Linked DNA regions of Hordeum vulgare: region 1 is linked to region 2. A link is a contact called in public Hi-C data. All regions are on one chromosome and are shown on one strand. The core of a region is the stretch at or near the end of the contact, and the rest is flanking DNA. Distances in the headings are between cores, read along the strand shown. Region 1 holds the start of LOC123442711 (short-chain dehydrogenase TIC 32 B, chloroplastic-like). Region 2 holds the start of LOC123442710 (asparagine synthetase [glutamine-hydrolyzing]-like).

Region 1 (4,664 bases), core at 796-3,295, 310 kb after region 2:
AAACCCTTCTGCTTGTTCGCATTAGCCACTACGAGGAAATCTTTCAAACCCGTAGTGAACTCGCGGGAGAGTCGGTTACCGTACATCCATTGCCGATTCATCTGCATTATTATAATATAAAATATATAATTAACCATCATGCATTTGTTAAACTAACTAGCTATAAACAATAGAAATTAAACAATGAACAACACACATGCATATTTTATCAATGACACACATGCATGAAAGGTTCAAGTTGCTAACCGCGATCGAGGAGGAAAAAATAAATGAGGAACCTCAAGTGTGGCTCCAACACTTCATATCATGTTTGTTTCACGCTCTTGGGGCATTTCATCAAACACCTTGTGTGCATAAGAGGAACCAAAAGCAAACCTACACCCCCTTGTGAAGCTTGTGAAGAGAAGTGGCACCAAATGGCTAAGTGAGTGTGCTGAACTGGTATATATAGGGGAGGAGATTTAGTCGCGGTTGGCATGGCCAACCGCGACTAAAGGCCTTTGGGCACCTTTAGTCGCGGTTGGCCTGGCCAACCGCGACTAAAGCCCCTCACGTGCACCAGCTGGCCACCGAGCGCCCTGGCCCAGGCCTTTGGTCGCGGTTCGTCTGCGGAACCGCGACTAAAGAAATCATTAGTCGCGGTTCCTACAGTTTCGCGACTTATGGGGCTGAACAGAAGCCTCTTTTTCTACCAGTGACTGTTTGATATGCATCAATTTGTCTAGACTCTTAAGATCCATGCCATGCCCACTACAAAATTTTTCTAGAGTATATGAATCAGATTAACAAAAACGTAAGAGAAAATATAACAGATAGATTATTTAACTCAATCTCAGAACGGAACTAGAAATAAATCTATTATAGTTTTATTTTTTTCCAAGGAGATAGGCCTCAGTTGACAGTTTGGCACAAGGTCCCGGATTTTGACGGCTCGGTCGTGCACAAATAACCCCACTCCCTCCTCCCCTGCGCCCGCTCGCGCACGCCGCCCTCCTTTTGGAAATGTTTATGTGTGTTTTACTTATTATTAAGAGGGTTTTTGGACATGTGTATGCGTGTTTTACTTATTAGTTATAGTACAACTACTTTGGTCATGAGGCAAAAAAAAGGTGAAGAACATTTCTGAAATTATTGGACTGGGAAAGGTAATGTAGTATCAGTGTACTACTTTTTTACCGACAAAGATCACATATAATGTATCATGTATTGCTTTTGTCTTCATTGTTGTTAGAGAAGATCACATATTAATTTTTGCTCACCTACTCCTGTTTCAGAGACAAGAGCAATAGAATATATATGACTCTGTTTATGCACAACTCTTCTCATCTATAAATAACTAGAGAAACGAACAAGTGCAGACAAACGTGTAGTTAGAAAGTCACCACCGACCAAGCAATTTTCCTGGTTTGCATTGCAAGAGAAACCAAAGACCTAGTACATCGGTTGGTTTAGGATATTATAAGTTGGGGAATGCGTGGGATCAGGAAACCGTCTGTTTGGATCCAGTTACAATATAGGACTGCCTTTCCAATTTTAGCAAATCATGATCAACTCATCGCATAAACAGAGTTACCCCGCTGCATTGTGTGTGATACCTCATCGACGTGTAATCCTTATGAATCATCTAGCTTTTCAGCGGTTGCGAGTGGCGGGCGTCATCAAGAAAGACCATAAGTCCTCCTCCGTACATGTAGCGCGGGTCCTTCCATCCTCCGCACTCAACGAACCCGACGAGCGCCATCTGAAAGAGCAGGCGCACGTACATATCATGCGTTTCGGTCTCTTCTGTCGGTGTGTCAAACACTCCTTGATGTGAACTTTCGAAGTTTTATATTTTCTGTACTATACATGCATAAATATCGTTGTGTACACATAAAAGAATTTGAGGTCACAAACCCTGATTACATGGTTGGTCGACATGTGTGGACTCCGGACTCCCCTCCTCTGGATCTCCGACTCTTTCACCATCAAGGAAAAAAGATACGATTTTCTCGTCTCATCCCAAAAGAAAAGGAAGATGCGATTTTTTGTCCACTGCTTACCAGAGACCACACACACAAATATTCTTCCCGTGCAAGAAGAAGGAATTCAGGGAGGGAAGCAATCCAGCAAGGAAACCAGCAGAGTCCCGGGCCGGCCGGATTCACTGCTCCAGAGTCCAGCCAGAGTTTGCGTTCCGGCCGGTAGGCAGAGGCCGCCTACTCCCCAACCAAACCGCTGCTACCGCTCCCCGCGGCCATAAATAACGGACCTCCCCTGCGCCCGCTCGCGCACGCCGTCCTCCTCCCTCCCTCCCTCCCTCCTTCCCGTCGCGCATCAATCAATCAACACAACCAATCTCGCCATCGACTAGTCCGTCAAGGTGAGAGCTTGCCAAGATTCGTCTGCTTCTTCTTCTTCTCCTTGATCGAGGGACTCACATTCTCTTCCGCAGCTTCGGGAGCCGACGCAAGAACCAGATGGGCATCCTGTCCCTCATCACCGGCAAGCCGGGCGCCAGCGGGTTCGGGTCGGGCTCCACGGCGGAGCAGGTCACCGAGGGCATCTGCGCCGCCGCCCTCACCGTCATCGTCACAGGTACCCACCCACCAGTCCCACCCCCACCCCCACCCCGACCCGGCCGGATTCCCCCTCTGCTAGCTCCTGCGCCGCCAGATCACCAATGGCGTTCGCAGTGCCACCTGTCGTGTCCACTCTCATCTTCTTGGCTGTGTGATGGGGGCGCCACCTTTTGGACGTTTTGGGCAGTCATACGCGGTGACAATCTCTTTCCTGTTTGGGGCGCACGCGCCCTGAATCTGACTGTTTGTTATGCGTCGCTGTCAGCACAAGAACAGCAGCGCTGCTACTATTATTATCTATCAATGTTCACATCAAACTATTTTGATCCCTAAACCCCGATGGTCTGCTAACTGTGTAGTACTAGTGAATCAAATTAGCTGGCTTTGTTCGTCGTGCAATGCTCGGATAGTCTCTGTGATGTTGTCGGTTAGATTTGTCTGCAACCTTTCTGAATTTTTTCTACAGGGAGTTGTTCTGCTCTCTTCTTGCGCTCCTAGACAAGCAGTTGGGAAGTGGGTTTACGACCGGGATTTTTTTTTGTTTTGGTGTATGTACTGAAGTACTAACTTCTGAACATGTGTTGTCGCAACTGTTTTTCGTACACAAGCACCACTACTTTGTGATGTACATCTCTTGGTTGTGATGATCTGTTCTTCAAAAAATTGCAAGGACGTTGTTTATTACTCCCTCCGTCCCAAAAAATTTGTCTTTGATTTGTCTAGATATAAACGTATCTAGACATCTATTAGTATTTAGATACATCCATTTCAAGACAAAGCTAAAACAAGAATTTTAGGACGGAGGGAGTACTATATTTCTCCAAAAAAATCTCCCTTTTATGCGGAGAAGGAGAGTATGCATGGAGCCTGGATTTCTGGGCCCTGTCTCTTTGGGGACTGTTTTGTGTGGCCTTCAATGGATCCTGAATTGGTTGGTGTTATCTGCCACTTCTCCTCTTGACTAGAACCAATCAAATATCCCTAGCTGCCCTTGTTGAGATGAATGTTTTGTTTTCATGGTAAACCACACCATGGATCCAAGCTTTCACTTGTCTTAACTCTTAAGTAGTAGTGCAGACAATTTCTGCACCTCCCACCCTGCTTGTCAGTATCATGACGTGACCAAATTTACGAATAGGGATTTGGAAGGAACATAGTATTTTTGTTATTTTTATCCATCTTTTATGTGCTCTATTTATTGCAAGAGTGACAAGGTCCTTTCAGTTAGATGGCAATCTTCTTCTATCCTTTTTAGTACACTACGGTTTTGAAGCTCCGATGTTTACTTGAAAAGTACTCCGCTGGTAGAAATTAGCAGAAACTGTCATTTTTGTCCCTTTTGCTAGTTGGTTGTTAGAAGACTACAGCAAGAGTGATTATATGATGCAGTGACAAGATCCTTTCAGTTTCAGTTAGATGACTGACAATCTTCTTCTATCCTTTTCATCGATTCTGAAGCTCCAATGTTTACTTGAAAAGTCAAAGTTATCAAAAACTGTAAAAAAAAAAAATCCTGGTTGGTCATTAGACTACCGCAGCAGTTATTATATGCTGCAGTGACAAGGTCCTTTAAGTTAGATGAAAATCTTGTTTATCATTTCCATTGCACTGCGATTTTGAAGCTCCGATATTTACTTGAAGTCAAAATTATCAACATCTGTAAGAGGCTACAGTTTTCACATTCATTGGGCCTGGTTATATTGATGGGAGCTTTTCTGGTCTTGTCTTTACAACAACTTTTTCTAGAAGTTTTTTGCAACAATACTAAGTTCAGGACATAGAGACTTCTAACGGAATGCAAGAGCTTCCATTTGTATGTGTTGGAACAATTAGATGAACCGTTTTGGGTCTTGTCAATATTGCTTATTCAATAAGCATGGGTGTGGGTTATGCTCGTACACACTTGCAATAATTTGTTAGGGGCATTTACTAATGCCATCAGTACATTGCAACCAAGCCTGTCATAAAATCAATCTTTTTGAGTTATCTCACAGTCAATCCCTTTTTTTATAACATGTTTCCATGATCTACTCATGTTTTACTGAAAGCCTCAATTATGATATCTTTCAGGAGGATCTAGTGGCATTGGTTTTGAGACCTCGA
Region 2 (4,421 bases), core at 118-2,617:
GAAACTAGATCTCATATTAATATGTTTCGATGGAAAAAAATCGGACAACAGTTGCCATGCACTGTAGTTGCCATGATATGTTTCAGCTATTTTTTTCTACATTTAAAATTAAATTTTAACCTATTATAAAACAGAGAATTAAAAAACTAAACTTGCCATGAATCATAAACTAAAATCAAAATGATTAATTAATAAAAATTGCCGTAAAAAGTAGTTAAAAAATTGTAGCGGTAGCTCTAAATCTAGAAAAAAAATAGATAAAACATGTCATTGTAACTTTAGTAAACACTATGACAACTACAGTGTAAACATCATGACAATTTTTGGTCAAAAAATATTCATCGAGCATGGTCAAAATTCAAAAATGCCATGATCTACAAACTAAATTTACCGTGATGGATTAGTAAAAATTGTCATGAGCCATGCAATAAATTTATTGTAGTTAATTACTAAAAATCACCGTAAAAATAGTTGAAAATATAACATAGCTTTAAATCTAGAAAACAAATAGATACAATATGACATGGCAATTGTAATGTAAACACTACGGTAACTACAGTGTAACATCATGACAATTGTTGCAAAAAAAAATCATCAAAATATATTAACATGGAATTTAGTTTTGAAGATCTCGTCGGAACGGATTTAATGATGAAAATAAATTTTTAACTGAATTTTTTAATTAGAAGATAAAAAAAATTAAGCCGGAAATCAAAAAGGTTTCTCTTGAGATAGAAGTGGGCGTGTGAGCGAAGTGGTTAAACCCCACACACCAGCTCAGTCCTACGTGATACAAAAAAATGCCAAAAAATTCTAAGATTAATGTAAAGCACAAAACGAACGCAGATCCATATATTAGGGCGATTTGCAAACGTCCACACGTATGGACGTTATTTTTTTATATAATCGATAAAAACATCTCCTTCTAATGAACATACATCTTTATAAAAAATGTAAAATAAACGTAGGAAAATACAAACATCAATGTTAAGTCTACGATTGAAACTCCGGGCAGGAGTACACCGTCCTAACTTCACACTTCTAGGCTGAAAAAGGTGCGGTGCTATTCTCACACACCATTTTATTCATTACTAAAAAAGTTCAAAACAACGAGCGGGTCGTTATCTACCTAATTTAAAACCGGAGGCTGTTTTCTAAAAATAGAAAGCGTCGAGGATTGATTCGATACCGCTAGCTGCTAATGGATGATGCGAGAAGAGAAACACGTGGAGTACATGCATGGACATGTAACAGGAAGAAACGCACGCATGCAAGCAAGGTGCCGACGGATGATGGTAGAAGTGGACAAACGAAGCCATGGCCTGATGTGGTGCGGTGGCCACAAGAAAATCCGACGAGGCCGTGCATGTACGACGTGTAGCACGCCATCTCCGGCCAGGCATGAGGCATCTATCTATCTAATCTACCTACAAGTAGAGCCAAGCCTTTGCTGCACAGCTTCATGCACAATTCAGATCGACTACGTACCTCGGTGTTGGCTGTAGACAACGATCGACGACGACGATATCCAGCGAAGCAGAGGAAAGCATAGCAGTCTGAGCATATCATGTGCGGCATACTGGCGGTGCTGGGGTGCGGCGATGAGTCGCAGGGGAAGAGGGTGCATGTGCTCGAGCTCTCGCGCAGGCTCAAGCACCGCGGCCCGGACTGGAGCGGCCTGCACCAGGTCGCCGACAACTACCTCTGCCACCAGCGCCTCGCCATCATCGACCCGGCCTCCGGCGACCAGCCGCTCTACAACGAGGACAAGTCCGTTGCTGTTGCCGTCAACGGGGAGATCTACAACCATGAGGAGCTCCGGGAACGGCTCCCCGGCCACAGGTTCCGGACCGGAAGTGACTGCGAGGTCATCGCCCATCTGGTCAGTCACCCACCACACACCAGCATTCTTCTCCTGCTTGATATATTAAACCACAGAATTACAATCCACAAATTTAGAACATGTTTGTTAAACACTAAGTATGGTGAATCCGTAAATTCTACTCCCTCTGTTCCCTTTTAGTAATTTCAGTATGAATAACGAATGTATATAAATATATATAAACATACTCCCTTTTCTAAATGTATATAAATTTTAGTAATTTCAGTATTAATTACATACGAGTATTTTAGGGTATAGTAATTCATATGTAATCCATAGTAAAATTTCTAAAAAGAGATATACTACCTCCGGAGGGAGTATTTAGAAAAGAAGAGGGTAGAAGACAAGACAAATATACTCCAGATAATCTCTCGAGGTGTGCTTCGGTAGACCCCCTCCACAAAACGTAGAAGGAACAACATATACCCATCTCGTATTGTACACTACAAGATGTTATACATATACAATACGAGGTGGATACAATGTAAGATACGTACGGCGGTCTATAGTTCACAATACGAGGTGGATATATGTTCCCTTCTACTTTTTGTGAGGGGGGGGGGGGGGGGGGGTGTTCTACGGAAGCGAAGGTGTAATATCTATATGTCCATATTTGTGGCTTGGTATATTAATCAGCGGTATTAAAGTTAAGTAGATCATTGTATCTCTATATGTCCTCATCTGTCGAATCAAAGATTTATAAAAAAGAAGATCTCCTCGAACATACATCGGTGGACATGGTTACACATGTACCCAAATAATCAGTAAGATTTAGAAAAATTTCACAGAAAATTAAATATTTCTAAATCTGGTTGAACAAATATGTTCGAGTGTTCTATCCACTTGATTTTCATGAAAAAATGGCATCCATTTTGTACAGGGCGACAAAGAAAAAAAGTAGTTGACCTAAATGGTTTGAAAATGCTCGGCTCATTAAACTCGTTAACCTTAACAAGAAAACTATGATTGACTATGTTCGTTTGAAGCACATTAAGCTCGAAAGTACTTCAAATGAATAAACCCTTTTGCTCCAGTTACGATGTATTCACAGTGTACTTCTAATGCAGGAAGATGATCACCACATGATGAAATACGCTAGTTCTTGTCTTCGATGGGTTGAGTTGGGTCGATTAGATGGAATTGATGGATTGATGTGCCATGAAATGTGGCCACTTAACATAAGAATATGGGTTGTCTTGTATTAATGAGCTGCTCGTGGAACTTGTTAAGCTCATTAAATTTAATCTCCTCATTAAACTCATTAAGTTTAACAAGTTGAAACTAGTAATGATTAGCTATGAGTTTAATGAACTGAGCCACTGAGCATTCATTAAGCTCGTGAGGTACGAGCTTTTGGTCCACCCCTACCACGGGTGTGATTTCTTTGTGAAAATTGACATGGGTGTAGAACACTAGACCATGTATGTATTAGCTTAAACAAACCCAATTGAGACACGTCCTAGGTTGTGGTCTGCGTCTTCGACTCTTGTTTTATATGTGGTCTCGGTTTGTGTCTGGGTGCTGGAGGCTAAGCCCTGATGAGTTTGTGGCCGAAGGCCCACACTATGGGCTGCACTTCGTCTAGGCGTGCATGGCTCGAATCAGCGAGCGTGTGCCGATGCTAGCGGTTTTTTTTTTGCAGGAGAGATTACAACCAGCAGCAATAACGAATTAACCATAGGCATAAAATACTTTTTGCTCCAATTCAAGGTGTGGCGGCTGCCACACCTTGCCCATAGGGGTCCTCCGCCAGTGGACACGGGTGTAGAGCACTCGACCATTTTGCTTAAAAAAATTAGCTTCTTTTATTTATTTTGCTATTTTTCCGAATTTCACTATTCATGTGAGTGCATGCATACTCGAGCTAGAGTCCCATTTTGAGATCCTTGCACGACTAAAAAGAAATAGGCACAACCCTTAAGTGAATTCTTATTTTTTGTCATGACCTGACTACTTTCTCCCTTTTGATATGTAGTATGAGGAACATGGAGAAAGCTTCATTGACATGTTGGATGGTGTTTTCTCGTTCGTGTTGCTTGACGCACGAGATCACAGCTTCATTGCTGCTCGTGATGCCATTGGTGTCACGCCTCTCTACATTGGCTGGGGAATCGATGGTATAACACTCTCAAAAGTGCTTGAGGAATCTTTTCATGAAACAAACCTATATCATTTGCACTGCGTTTCTAAACATGCACGTCTCTGAAAAATTGTCAGGTTCAGTGTGGATATCTTCGGAGATGAAAGGACTAAACGATGATTGTGAGCACTTCGAGATCTTCCCACCTGGTAATCTTTACTCCAGCAAAGAAAAGTGCTTCAAGAGATGGTATAACCCTCCTTGGTTCTCTGAGGTCATCCCCTCGGTTCCCTATGACCCACTACGTCTCAGATCGGCATTTGAAAAGGTCGCAAACTGTAACGGCCTCAACTAACCATCATCTAGTATCTTTGAAAAACAGAGATGTAATAAAATTTCGGACTCATGGCCATGATTCTTCATGTTCTTCATTCAGGCTGTCATCAAGAGGCTCATGAC

The links. A called contact is a pair of places that touch in the nucleus more often than the background predicts.
Region 1: a Hi-C map of leaf shows a contact between it and region 2, with 2.0 times the contacts expected there. The contact joins the promoter of LOC123442711 here to the promoter of LOC123442710 in region 2. A contact is called at or near these places in 2 of 6 Hi-C or Micro-C datasets (leaf and seedling).

Annotation. Positions count from the first base shown.
Region 1 is chr3H:25,810,937-25,815,600 of MorexV3_pseudomolecules_assembly, forward strand. It overlaps LOC123442711 (short-chain dehydrogenase TIC 32 B, chloroplastic-like), which reads left to right and starts at 2,046. Exons shown (of 9, transcript XM_045118830.1): 1 at 2,046-2,362; 2 at 2,435-2,577; 3 at 4,632-4,664. The coding sequence starts at 2,460.
Region 2 is chr3H:25,499,433-25,503,853 of MorexV3_pseudomolecules_assembly, forward strand. It overlaps LOC123442710 (asparagine synthetase [glutamine-hydrolyzing]-like), which reads left to right and starts at 1,368. Exons shown (of 11, transcript XM_045118829.1): 1 at 1,368-1,882; 2 at 3,858-3,999; 3 at 4,100-4,290; 4 at 4,399-4,421. The coding sequence starts at 1,568.